2 separate regions of the Mus musculus genome follow, and region 2 is linked to region 1. Evidence: chromatin contacts called from public HiChIP or PLAC-seq data. All regions are on one chromosome and are shown on one strand. The core of a region is the stretch at or near the end of the contact, and the rest is flanking DNA. Distances in the headings are between cores, read along the strand shown. Region 1 overlaps Tns4 (tensin 4). Region 2 has its middle 18 kb from the start of Krt20.

Region 1 (6,630 bases), core at 2,377-4,876:
TGTGCTACTGTTATGAACTGTCATGTAAACATCTGATACACAAGGTATCTGATACGAGACCCCTGTGAAAGGGTGGCTCAACCCTTAACCAAAACAGGCTGAGAAACACTGCCCTAAGGTCTACTCTGAACCAGGCACTGTGTAGTAAGCCTGGCCTGAAAAATCTCACTGAATCTGGTCGATGGTTGTTCTTATTTGTGTGTGTGTGTGTGTGTGTGGGTGGTGGTGGTGGTGGTGGGGAATGGCATGGCATGGCAGTGGCACCGAGGCTCAGAAGCATAAACATCCTTAAATTCTCACAGGCGGGAAGTGGAGGACCACACGGACCTGGTCCAGAGCAAGCACATGCCACACTGGCCCTAATAAAATTCATAAACAAGGTTGAAGTAGCCACTGGAAGCCTTTTTAGTGGGACCGACAGCTTTGACCTACCTTTCTGTGGGATGGTGAGTTTGCAGGGCAGGGCCAGGGCCATAATGGAGTGCTGGCACACGAAGGAAGAGAGGCTCCCTGCAAGGGAGAAGGGAACTCTCAGTGAGTAGAGCTTTCTCAGACCCCTTCACAGTGCAGGAAGCCAAGCCCAGAGGCATGGAGACTGGGGAGGCTGGGGAGGCTGCTAGTGGCTGGGGAGGCTGCTAGTGGCTGGGGAGGCTTACCAAAGTAGGGCTCCTCATCTGCTCCTTTCAGATGTACTCCTTTGGCCGAAGACTCAATCAGGAAGTGACGGATAAGGTCACTGCTGTCCTCGCCTAGACAAAGAAGGAAGGAGTTTTGTTTCAGATCCTTGTGTTAGCCAGACCCTGGCCAGCTTGGCCCTGCCCACTTCTCCCAGGTCTACCCCAGGCTGTCATGATACCCTCTGCCTCCCCGTGGAGGTGCAGATAGGAAACCTGTTTTCATGGACTCCAAGGTGCTAGCACGTTTGCACAGAGGGGTCTGTATTTTGAAACTCACCCACCCATCCCAGGTGCCATTATTTCCTATCAGCTCATCCCTGTTGGAGCAGAGCTGGCTCTGACCCCACCCACCACAGCTTACTCCTTCATCTGGGCTCATTGCCTCTTGCAAGGCTTCTTTGAAAATCGAAGCCTGCCCCAGAAGTTGCTGAATCCCCCACTCCCAACATTATGCTGTGGCTACAACCCATGTTAAGCAATACTTCTACCTCTGAGCCAACTCCCCAAATCCCTGTTAACAGGACAAGGTTGGGGGGTCTACCCTCATTCTACACCTTAAATTCCTTGGAGGTCATTCACTCCTAATTGGGTTAAGTGAGGGGACTACTACCCTGGGACTTTGTAGTACTGGCATGATTTATTCTCATCTGCCTCCCCAGTAAGGTAGTTTCTGTGCGCGAGCCCTCTATACACATGCCTGGTTCCTTACACAGGGCCTGGTATAGATAGATCTTCTAGATCTCTCAAGAGACGTGTGCTGAGTTACCAGATGACCACGTGAGATTATAGGTGGGCCATTACACACATGTTAAGCTCTCTCACACAGGATGAGCTACTGAACACATGGCAAATTATTTTATGAATGATAAGCTATCGGGAGTGTGATAAGCCCACAAATACATTAGTTATATTAGGTTCCTGGAGATGAGTCCAGGCTAGACAGAGGTGCCCAGAAGACAGCAGCCTGAGGAGAGGCTGGGACCTTTTTTCAAGGGTGGAATAGGGAATCTGGGGAGGCAGGGGCATCTCAGGCTTTCAGAGTTGGTCTCCATGGTGCCTAGGTGCTAGAGGGTGGGCTGGGAGAGCTGAGAGGTAGACTGTCCTCCCTGGAGTCACCCTGATAGTCACTGTCAAGCTGGGGCAGAGTCAACCATGGTGGGGGCTCCAAGGTGATCAAGCAAAAGATGTACATACATACCTGGTCGGTTTGGAGCAGATGCGGAAGTCTCCTGTACCTTCAGGGCAAGGCCGAAGGAGCCTCTGTAGGAGGAACTGTCCCTGATGACAAAGGCACCCGGCTTCTCCGTCCTCAGGAGATTGATTGCTGAAACAGTCTTCAGTTAGAAGGCCATCCACTCTCCCACTCTCTAATCCCATCCGCATAGGGATGTCACACAACCATTTGTCCCCAGGAAGTCTTTCTCCAGTCTACTTTCTGCATGTTTTGGTTATTTCCTAATGAGGCCAGCAGGTCACCCACACTTCCGCTGCCTGCTGTTTGTCACCTGCTTTTTTTTTTAACCATGACCTGGGGCCCCATCTGCCTGCTTCGCATGGTTACTGAGTTGATATGATTACTGAGTGGCCTGTCCTCTGGGACCCAGTCCTGGCTTTACCTTGCTCTCGAGTGATGCTTGGCTTAAACCAATACTTTGATGTGTCCATCACGAACTTCATGGTGGGCTGCATGTCCTTGGCAGGACCTGGAGACAGGCAGAGAAGAGGCGCGCTGTAGACTGGATAGAGGGTTGCTAGGAGACGACTATAGAAAGTGCAGGAGACCCGCCCTGATCCTCTTCCCGGAGATCCCATTCTGCTCATCCTTCCTGAGCCCAGGAAGATCTCCCGGGTCTCTCCAAGTAGCTCCTGGAGGGAAATCCAGCTGGAGCTGGAGCTCACTGCACAGAGTGCTTGCCTAGCATGCACAAGGCCCTGAGTTTGATCCCTAACACAACATAAAACCAGAACTGGTGGTGCATGGCTCTGATCCCAGTGTTTGGGAAGCCAAGGCAGGGGGACAGCATTGAGCACAAAGCCAGCTTGACTACAGAATGAAACCCTATCACGAAAGCTGACAACAGTCCTGGCAAGATGGCTCCGTGGGGAATAGCTGTTGTGATGCAGGTCTGACAACCTGAGTTTGATCCCCTGAACCCACTTTTTTCTACCCCACTCGCTCGCTCCGGCCATATTTATTTCATATATGTGAGTACATAGTCACTGTCTTTAGAAACAGCAGAAGACGGCATCAGATGCCCATTTCAGATGGCTGTGAGCCACCATGTGGTTGCTGGGAACTGAATTCAGGACCTCTGGAAGAGCAGTTGGTGCTCTTAATAGCTGAGCCATCTCTCCAGCCCTATTTTATTTTTATGAATACACTGTAGCTGTTTTCAGACACACCAGAGGAAGGCATTGGATCCCATTACAGATGGTTGTGAGCCACCATGTGGTTTCTGGGAATTGAACTCAGGACCTCTGGAAGAGCAGTCAGTGCTCTTAACCACTGAGCCATCTCTCCAGCCCCCCTAAACCCACTTTTAAAAAAATCATTGGCAGCCGGGCGTGGTGGCTCACGCCTTTAATCCCAGCACTCGGGAGGCAGAGGCAGGCAGATTTCTGAGTTCAAGGCCAGCCTGGTCTACAGAGTGAGTTCCAGGACAGCCAAGGCTACACAGAGAAGCCCTGTCTCAAAAAACAAAACAAAACAAAAAACAAACAAAAAATCATTGTTTGACTTCCACGTGTGTCCTGTGGCATCTGCCCCACCCCGGCAACAATGATAAAAGTTTTTTGTTGCTGTTTTAAAGGCATACCTGAGGTGCCATTTTTTTCTGTTTATGTTGCTTTTATGGGAGTGACTCATCTGGGACTACAAGTGAGTAGCTCATATACACATCTTGGGAAGCCCAAGGAGGAGCCAGGCTCTGCCTGCAGATGGCTGAGGGGGGAGTGTCTGGGACAATGTCCTCAGGTCTCTGTGCATGGGAGGTATGTGCCCAGAGAATGCTTCGGCTCAGCCTGTGTTTACTGTTTCGGATTCTTTGGAAGTCTGTAGTCACAGGCTCCAGGAAGGAGGGTGTTTGCTGTTTTGTGGTTTTCAGCCATCTGTGTTGGAATGTATTGTCTCCATTCTGTTTGCCCCCTCTATGTTATCGTCAGCATCATCCATGAGTGAACGTCAGAGTGAGGACTGATGCACCCTCTGGCTCTCCTTGGATCAGCCAGTTAGTCACTAAGCCTCTTGCTCAGATAGCCTGAGGGTTGCCTGGCTCCCTTTACCTCAATTGCCCAGCCCTGATTCTAGCCCTGCAACCCTTCTGCCAAGCTTCCGGGTCAATCATTCTGCTTGTACTGCTGACCACACATCTTCCCTGATTTACTTCCTAATGGCCCTATTGTCCCAAGAAGGAACTCCACTTTTTAGTTTGACATTTGAGGACTCATACAATCTGCTACTATTCTCATTGACCTGCACCTAACATTCTAGAAGTTTCCTTACTGTGTATACTGTGTGGGCTCATTGTTCTAACTATGAGGTCCCAGTTGTCTCTGCAAGGAATGTCTGTAGCTGGTCTTTGCTACTTTGTGGGTTCTTCTTTTTCCCACCCTTTATCTCCCAGGTTTTACCTCCTAGCACTAGATAGAAGAAAAGAAAGATGAGAGATGAGCAAGGAGAAGGAGGGAGGAAGGAGAGGAGGGAGGGAGAGGGAGAGAGAGAAGAAGGGAGGGAGAGGGAAAGAGAAAAAGAGAGAGATCCCTGAATCTAATTTCTTTCCTTTTGTTTTTTTGTTTGTTTGTTTGTTTGTTTGTTTTTTCCAGACAGGGTCTCTCTGTGTAGTCTCAGCTGTCCTGGAGCTCACTCTGTAGACTAGACCGGCCTGGAACTCAGAGATCTGCCTGCCTCTGCCTCTCAAGTATTGGGATTAAAGGTGCGTGCCACCACTGTCCGGCTATTTTGTTTCTTTCTTTCTTTTTTTTTTTTTTTTTTGAGCTCGAGACTACTAACAAGCCACACCCACCTCCCCTGATCAACCATTATCCACCAACCTCAGTTCCCCTCCCAGGGCTCTAGCACTTATAAACCCTCTGAAAAGTTCCCAGAATTCCAAAGCCACACAACGGCAGAAACTATCCGCAGCTGGCAAAGCTGTAGCCCTGATTTGCAAGAGGCAAATCACAGCCAGCTGCTGCAGACAATCCAAAGCAGCCTCATACCCCACACCTGGGATTAAAACAGACTTGCTTATACTATTTCTGTGTGTTTTTTAAAGAAACCCAAATCCCAGAATCCTCCCTACAAATGTCTTCTCCGTTCCTCCGGCTGCAACTTAGGCGTCACATCGCCCGTTTTCTAGGCTGCCTGGCATAGAGTGGGTAGTCAAGAAAAGTGTGAAGTGGCTGTTTCCAGCCCCCCTGTCCCCCTTGGACTTTGACTAGTCCCCTTAACTAAACAGTGCTATGCTGGAGGTACTGAATTACAACATACCATCTGGAGATGCAGGGAGAGGAACATCTGGCAGAGTCTTGCTGGGGCTCTTAATGGCTTGACAGAGGTGGCTGGGAGATGTAACCCTAGACTGGACAGAGTCCTGGTGTCCTGGTGTCCGCTGGGCTGGGGGAGACTGTGGTTCTGGGCTCCCATTGATGAGCACTATGGGTATGTCCGCCATGGAGTTGGTGACAGATGCGGGGCAGCTACTAGCCTGCTCCTTAGCCACTGGAGTAGACTGCACTGCTTGGGGCTGGCCCATGCCCAGTATGGGGTTACTAGGAGCCTGGGCATCACTAGGTCTCCCACACTGAGACCCTCGGTCCAGGCTGTGGAGGCTGGAAGATGAGCTGGCTGGACTTCCCAAGGATCTAGAAGATGACGGATAGCTGGAGAGGCTTGAGTGGGGGAGGGACTGATTGCTGCAGGGAAAAGCACACAAAAGAGTATTAGGGTGTTTGTTGGGTGACAGTGACTTGGGGTCAGAGCTAGGTTCTAGAATCTAGCCATCTGGGGGCCCTATCTTGGGTCAATCAGAACATTGCATATCCCCTTACCAAAAACTCAGAGCAAAGAGAACCCTCATCTGAATTCTAAGGGCTGTACCAGGGTACAGAACCTCTCTTGGCCTAGAGGATCTCTTATCACTTAAACTAGCCAATGGAATTAACCTCCAGCAGGTTAGCCTGGCCTGCATTTTCCGCTTTCCCAACTAGGCTGGTCTGATGGAATTGTCACAGACAGCAGTAGCTCCACTACCTATCACTCTCAGGAGCCCTGTGGGGACAGGCTGTACTGGACATGTCTTGGGCTGATCCAGGGGGGACATGTTCCATCTGGAGGAGGTCACCTCAACTAGGCCAGCAGTTACAGTGGTGGGATCTCTGGCTTCTTTGCCAGGGACTGCTTTGGCCATTGCCTTTGGAGTTAGTGTGTGGGACGAGTTAGCGTGTAGGTCCAGTGGTTCAGCTGTCCTGCAGCTGGATGGGCTGTTGTGCATTTCTATTGTGAGGCTTAAGAACAGTTGTAAATAAGGCCCAGGGGGTTGGTCCCTCCTAACTAGGCTTTGTCAGTACCAGGGTGGAGGGAGCCAGGGGGAGATGAGGGGGGCGGCTTTCATTCTTAGATGCTTCACCTCAGGCCCCCAAGTCTGTGTATACTCTGAAATGCACTTATTGTTCAAAGTTATTTATTTTATGCATGTGAGTGTCATGCCAGTGGAGGTCAGAGGAGGGCACTGGGTCCCCTGGAACTAGAGTGACAGATGCTTGTTAGCTGCCATATGGGTGCTGGGAACTGAACCAGAGAAGGAGTGCTCTTAACCATTGAGCTACCTCTCCGGCTCCCACCCCTAAGTTTTCAAAGTCCTTCCTCCAGATGGGTCACGTGAGGGCTGGAAAGCAAGCAAGCGAGTCTCGTTAAAGTGAGCACTCAATTCTCAAAAGGTCAATGGAAGCCAAG
Region 2 (6,341 bases), core at 586-3,085, 380 kb after region 1:
ACAAGATCAGCAGAGCCTCGTGTCTCCTTCCTGTCCAGTGAATTCTACTCCCTTTCTGGCAGGAGCATAGGACCAGTGCAGGGAGAGACACACTGAAGACTGAGTCCACCTAGCAGTAAGGCCTTACTGTGCAAAGCTTCCTCTCTCTCTGTGCTAAATCAATCAATCTCTCTCTCTCTCTCTCTCTCTCTCTCTCTCTCTCTCTCTCTCTCTCTCTCTGTGTGTGTGTGTGTGTCTGTCTGTCTACAAGAACAGTGTAGTGAGAGACAGAGACAAAGATAGACACACACAGAGACACACATACAGACACACACACACAGAGAAACAGAGAGAGACAGAGACAGACAGACACACACAGAGACAGACAGACACAGAGACAGACAGACAGACAGACAGACAGACAGACACACACACACACACACACACACACACACACACACACACAGATTTAGCACAGAGAGAGAAGAATGGGCCTCTCTTTCCACTGATGGCCGACTAGGCCATCTTCTGATACATATGCAGCTAGAGACACGAGCTCCGGGGGGTACTGGTTATTTCATATTGCTGTTCCACTTATAGGGTTGCAGATCCCCCCAGCTCCTTGGGTACTTTCTCTAGTTCCTCCATTGGGGGATCTGTGATCTATCCAATAGCTGACTGTGAGCATCCACTTCTGTGTTTGCTAGGCCCCGGCATAGTCTCACAAGAGACAGCTATATCAGGGTCCTTTCAGCAAAATCTTGCTAGTGTATGCAATGGTGTCAGCGGTTGGAAGCTGATTATGGGATGGATCCCCAGATATGGCAATCTCTAGATGGTCCATCCTTTCGTCTCAGCTCCAAACCTTGTCTCTGTAACTCCTTCCATGGGTGTTTTGTTCCCAATTCTAAGAAGGGGCAAATTGTCCACACTTTGGTCATCGTTCTTCTTGAGTTGAGAGAAGCCATCTTTAGTCTCTCCCTGTTGCTAGTGTGTACCTCAAGGGACAGGGCTTTGCTCTCATCCTTAGTGTCTCCCTGGGTCTCCCCTGCACCTCCCAAGTCTGACTCTAACAGGACCTGTGGTGAGTCAGATGTCTGGGGAAGCTTGTCTTTGACGAGACCATGCACTCTCCCCTGTAACCATGTTTGTGCAGTACATACCCTTATCGTAGATTAGGTAAACCTTTTTTTTATCACAGTCAGACCAAAGGTGGACTTTGCTTAGCCCTCTCTGGAATCAGCGGCATCTAGTAAGACTTTTCTTGATTAGAAGGATTCGATATTTAGAAGAAAAAAAATGCCAGGCAGACACTAGATGGGGACACATTTTATTCAGCCATGTAATGAATGACATGGCTATTTTAGTTATAAAAGTCGGGAAGGGAGGAGGGGAGGGATAGAGAGTTTCTAACCCATCATCTGCATTCCTCTCTCGGGTCAGCTTTGTGAGTATATATGAATCTCTGAATCTTGACTGATAGTTCTGCTGTGTTGAATCTCCTAGCTATTTTTGGACAAAGCTGTTTTTTGGTTTTTTTGTTGTTTTTGTTTGGACAAAGCTTTTGCATCTATTTTTGGCCCTGAAAACTATGTAGAGCGCTCACACTCAGCAAATCGCGTCCTTACTGTTACCTGCAGGCATAAGAGAGTAATGGATTAGGGAGGTATTAAACGAGCTTACGTTCTCTCCCCTTTCCCCATCACTGCAACATCTTTACAGCCACGATATAACAGCATGAAAATGGACCCGGAAGACTCTGAGTCAACAATGCATGAGAAACAGGAAATCAATGGAAGACCACTCATCACAGGGACAAAATGTTCCTCAATCGACGTCTAAACAGCCCCACCTTCCTTCACGGTCCATTGCTCTGTGACCATGGGCTGAGCCAGTGAGTCAGCCGGCCCATTCAGAATAGTTTCGTGTGGGTGAAAGTTTACACATTAACTGCTTTCTTTTCTATCAGAATACAGCAGAAGTGTCCTAGCCATATGGCTCAGATTAGAAATAAATGGCTGAAATTTACTCCTAGCCGAGGAACCCAAGAATCAAGGCCTTTTCTGGGAGACTTAGGCATAGCTCTTTATGGCAAGGTCTCCCCTGCAGTGAACCCTGATGAGGGAGATGGTCCTTGCTCATCCAAACTCTTTTCTTTGATGCTGGATGTGAATTCATACATCGTACTCAGGGTGAAGCAGGGAATGTCCAGGATGGGAGGCTCATGGTCTGAACACTTGGGACCTATCTAGATACTTCATTAGCATGGAGATCTCCAGGTTTTTGTGTTTTGTTTTTGTTTTTAAGATTTATTTATTTATTTATTTATTTATTTATTTATTTATTTATTTAATGCATATGAATACACTCCCATTGCTCTGTTCAGACACACCAGAAGATGGCACCAGACCCCATTACAGATGGTTGTGAGCCACCATGTAGTTGCTGGGAATTGAACTCAGGACCTCTGGAAGAGCAGTCGGTGCTCTTAACCACTGAGCCATCTCTCCAGCCCAAACTTCAGGTTTTTATGCTATGTGGCCCATTGTCATGGTCCTCTCAGTGGGGTGTCAGGGTTATGTGTTCCAGATCAGGTACTTGGGCAGAGTATTGGCTCCATGCCTGCTGTTCTCAATTCTGAGATTCCCCTGGGTTTGAAAACCTGTTCGACATTGCCAGTTCTTCTGTCTGGTAGCATGGTCCACTTGCCCTAAGGAAAACTAACATTCCTTCATTAGCTTCTCAGCTTGAGTGAGGACTTGTAAGCCCCTCCCACATTGTAATGCAATGACCAGAATACAGCATTCCCCAGTGTTTCTCTCTTTCCCACCCTCCAGCTTCTGCCTCCTCTGCTGCAATGTTCCCTGAGGGTTGGGCATGGAGATGATGGGGTGCTGATATAAATGTCCCATTTAGGGTGAGCGCTCACAGACACTTACTTATTCTCAGCACTTCGGTCAGTTGTGAGTCTGCATTTTTCACCACTCATTGCATTAAGAAGCTTTTTGATCAAAGTCAGAGACAATACACATCCATGGACACAAACGTTAAGTATTTAGAAGGCAGCTTGACAGTATGGCCACTTAGCAATAGTTAGTTCTATCAAGGGCCCATGACCTCCTCCCCAGCCGTGGGACTTGGAGAAGTTTTCCACTAACAGGCACAGATTTCTCTCTGCAAAGCAGGCCTCCAGTCCAGTCAGAAAGCAGCTGGTTACCAGCATGACAGCCATGGCTCTATTTCATCCATGAGCGCATCTTGCTTAATAGGTTGACATTACAATATGGAAGCTTTCTTGCCCAGTTCACGTTGTTTTCTTTATATCCTGCAGCTGACATGTATGGTGTCTGCAGCAATAGGGTCTTACCATCTAGCTAGCAAGCGCTTTATCCAAAATATATAAAGAACTCAAGAAGTTAATCACCAAAACCCTAAAGAACCCAATCAAAAATGGGGTATGGAACTAAACCGAGAATTCACAATGGAGGAATCTCGAATGGCTGAGAAGCACCTAAAAAAATGTTTAAAGTCCTTAGTCATCAGAAAAACGCAAATCTAAACAACCCTGAGATTCCACCTTACACCAGTTAGAATGGCTAAGATCAAAACCTAATGTGACAACACATGATGGAGAGGATGTGGAGAAAGAGGAACACTCCTCCATTGCTGGTGGGATTGCAAACTGGTACAACTCTGGAAATCAATCTGGAGGTTCCTCAGAAAATTGGAAATAGATCTACCTGAAGACACAGCTATGCCACTCTTGGGAATATACCCAAAAGATGGCCCACCATGCTACAGGGGAACGTGTTCCACTATGTTCATAGTGGCTTTATTTGTGATATCCAGAAGCTGGAAAAAACCTAGATGTCCCACGACAGAAGAATGGATACAGAAAATGTGATTCATTTACACAATGGAGTACTACTCCTCTATTAAGAATGAGGACATCTTGACTTTTGCAGGCAAATGGATGGAACTAGAAAATATCATCCTGAGTGAGGTAACTCAGACGCAAAAGGGCATGCATGGTATGTACTTACTAATAAGTGGATATTAGCCAAAACAAAAACAAAAACAAAACAAAAACCCCATACAGAACACACAAGTTATAGTCCACAGAATTCAAAAGGCTCTATAAGCTGAGGTGCCCAAGTGAGGATCCTTCAGTCCCACTTGGAGAGAGAAGAAAGCAATCATAAGTGGGGAAGGAGGGAGGGACTTGGGAGGGAAAGGAGATGGGGAGGGGGAAACCTGATCTGGTATTGGGTGAGGGAAAAGGACTGAAGCCCCGAGAGCCTGCAGAAAGAAGGTAAACAGGCAACCTCAGGAAATGGGAGGTTAGGGGACACCCCCCCCCCAGTGCACCAGAGACCTGGGAGGTGAGGGGCTCCCAGGACTCACAGGGAGGGACCTTTGATGAAATGTTCAACAGTAGGGAGAGGGAATTTATAGAGCCAACATCCAGCAGGAAGACAGGACATCAAGTGAGGGATGGGGTTGCCATCCCACAGTTACACCTCTGACCCATAATTGTTCCTGTCTGAAAGAATTACAGGGGTGGAAATGGAAAGGAGCCTGAGAAAAAGAAGGTCCAGTGACAGGCCCAAAGTGGGATCCAGGTCAAGGGGAGGTCCCAAGGCATGACACTGTTGTTGAGGATATGTAGTGCTCACAAAAAGGGATCGATCATGACTCCACCCCCCAAAAGACCCAACAAGCAGCTGAAAGAGTCAGATGCAGATATTTGCACCCAACTAATGGATAGAAGCAGTTAACCCCTGTTGTTGAATTAGGGAAGGCTGAAAGAATTTGAGGAGTAGGGCGATCCTATAGGAGGACCAGCAGTCTTAATTAATCTGGACCCCTGAGAACTTTCAAACACTGGACCACCAAATAGACAGCATATACCAGCTGATATGAAGTCTCCCAACACACATACAGTAGAGGACTTGCAGGTCTGTGTTCATTCAGAGATGATGCACCTAACCCTCAAGAGACTGGAGGCCTCAGGGAGTTTAGAGGTCAGATGGGGTGGAGGGTGGGGGCATCCATGTGGAGATGGGTGTGGTGGGGAGGAGGTGTGGGATGTGGAGCAGTTGGAGGGTGGGAGGGGAGGGTTGGGGAATGGAATATGGAGTGTAAAAAATGAATTACAAATAAAATAAAACCAAAACCAAAACCAAAAAACTTGTTCTAAGGTGAGAGAGGTGTTATCATTTTGCAACCCCAATTCAGGAAAATTACTGGTTATTTTTACGTCTCTCACATGCAAACTCAAATGGGTGAATAATGGCTTTTTATGCTCTCTGTGTCTTTCATGGACACTGTGAAAGTTACCAGAAACAATGTCATATGTCAGGGTGAGGGGAGACAAAAGCTAATACACAAATAAAGACTGTCAAAAATATTAAAAAAGAAGAAGAAAAAGAAGAAGAAGAAGAAGAAGGAGAAGAAGAAGAAGAAGAAGAAGAAGAAGAAGAAGAAGAAGAAGAAGAAGAAGAAGAAGAAGAAGAAGAAATGTGTGGGTTAATGTCAGAATAGCCAAGAGTCTTTGGAGAAGAGGATTTAGGCATAAGAGACAAGGAATGCTCATTTTATTTTATTTTATTTTATTTTATTTTATTTTATTTTATTTTATTTTATTTTATTTTATTTAGGACCAGCCTTATAGGGCATTGATATTCATCCGCTCATTCATTCACAAATAATCATAAATAAATATGAGTGTGTGTTCTGCTCTGTTGTAGATACTGGGAATACAGTAGTGAAAAAATACAGGTGTCTGTCCCGTGGAGTCCAGTTTGGGTGTGTGTGTGGGGGGGGGAGGGGCTGGAGGGGCAGAGGGTGAGTCAGAGGCCACACAAGAAAGGGTTGGTGAGGCACTCTTATGAGCAATGAGGCCAGGCCCGGCTCCGACGGTAAAAAAGACATCTGAATGAAAGCCTGGAAGAGTCGTGATGTCTGGGGTCAGAGAGCTTCCTGGTGCAAAGTCTGGGGTATGAGTGTGTGGGTGGAGCACCCTGGCCTAGTGCTGGTGCTCGGAAGAGGAAGGTGGAATGGCAGAAAAGGAAGGTAGACAGGGGGCAGGACCTACAGACAGGTGTGTCCTACAAGAGCTGTGTGACTTTAGAAGGTATCAAAGTTTGTCCATGCAGGAATTCAGCAGCCATAGAGTCCACACTCGATAAGCACCGATTAATGAACCACTTTTTCAAAAATGTCATTTAAAACGATTTCAGTCACCGATAGGAGGACGGTCAGTGTCAGTGGCAACACACACACAGATTTCCATGAAAATGAAAGCTGACGGGCGGGTGTGCACTATAGATGACTTAGGATTCGAGCCCCAAGACCTCCCA

What was found. HiChIP or PLAC-seq counts read pairs in DNA pulled down with a chosen protein or histone mark.
Region 2: an HNF4G HiChIP or PLAC-seq map of pancreatic cancer cells shows a contact between it and region 1. The contact joins two enhancer-like sites. A contact is called at or near these places in 2 of 39 promoter capture datasets (liver and pre-B cells) and 1 of 115 datasets of contacts at active chromatin or transcription factors (pancreatic cancer cells).

The regions. Positions count from the first base shown.
Region 1 is chr11:99,073,240-99,079,869 of GRCm38.p6, forward strand. Tns4 (tensin 4) reads right to left here. Exons shown (of 13, transcript NM_172564.3): 4 at 5,167-5,591; 5 at 2,294-2,380; 6 at 1,876-2,001; 7 at 657-749; 8 at 433-510. Among named protein-coding and RNA genes, the nearest start is that of Tns4, 13 kb to the right of the region's middle. Within about 2 kb of position 3,627, at least 51 of the 459 cell types and tissues checked have an H3K27ac peak or open chromatin away from gene starts, as enhancers often do. A contact at or near this core is called in pancreatic cancer cells, where this site is marked.
Region 2 is chr11:99,453,121-99,459,461 of GRCm38.p6, forward strand. No RefSeq gene overlaps it. Among named protein-coding and RNA genes, the nearest start is that of Krt20, 18 kb to the left of the region's middle. Within about 2 kb of position 1,836, at least 22 of the 459 cell types and tissues checked have an H3K27ac peak or open chromatin away from gene starts, as enhancers often do. A contact at or near this core is called in pancreatic cancer cells, where this site is marked.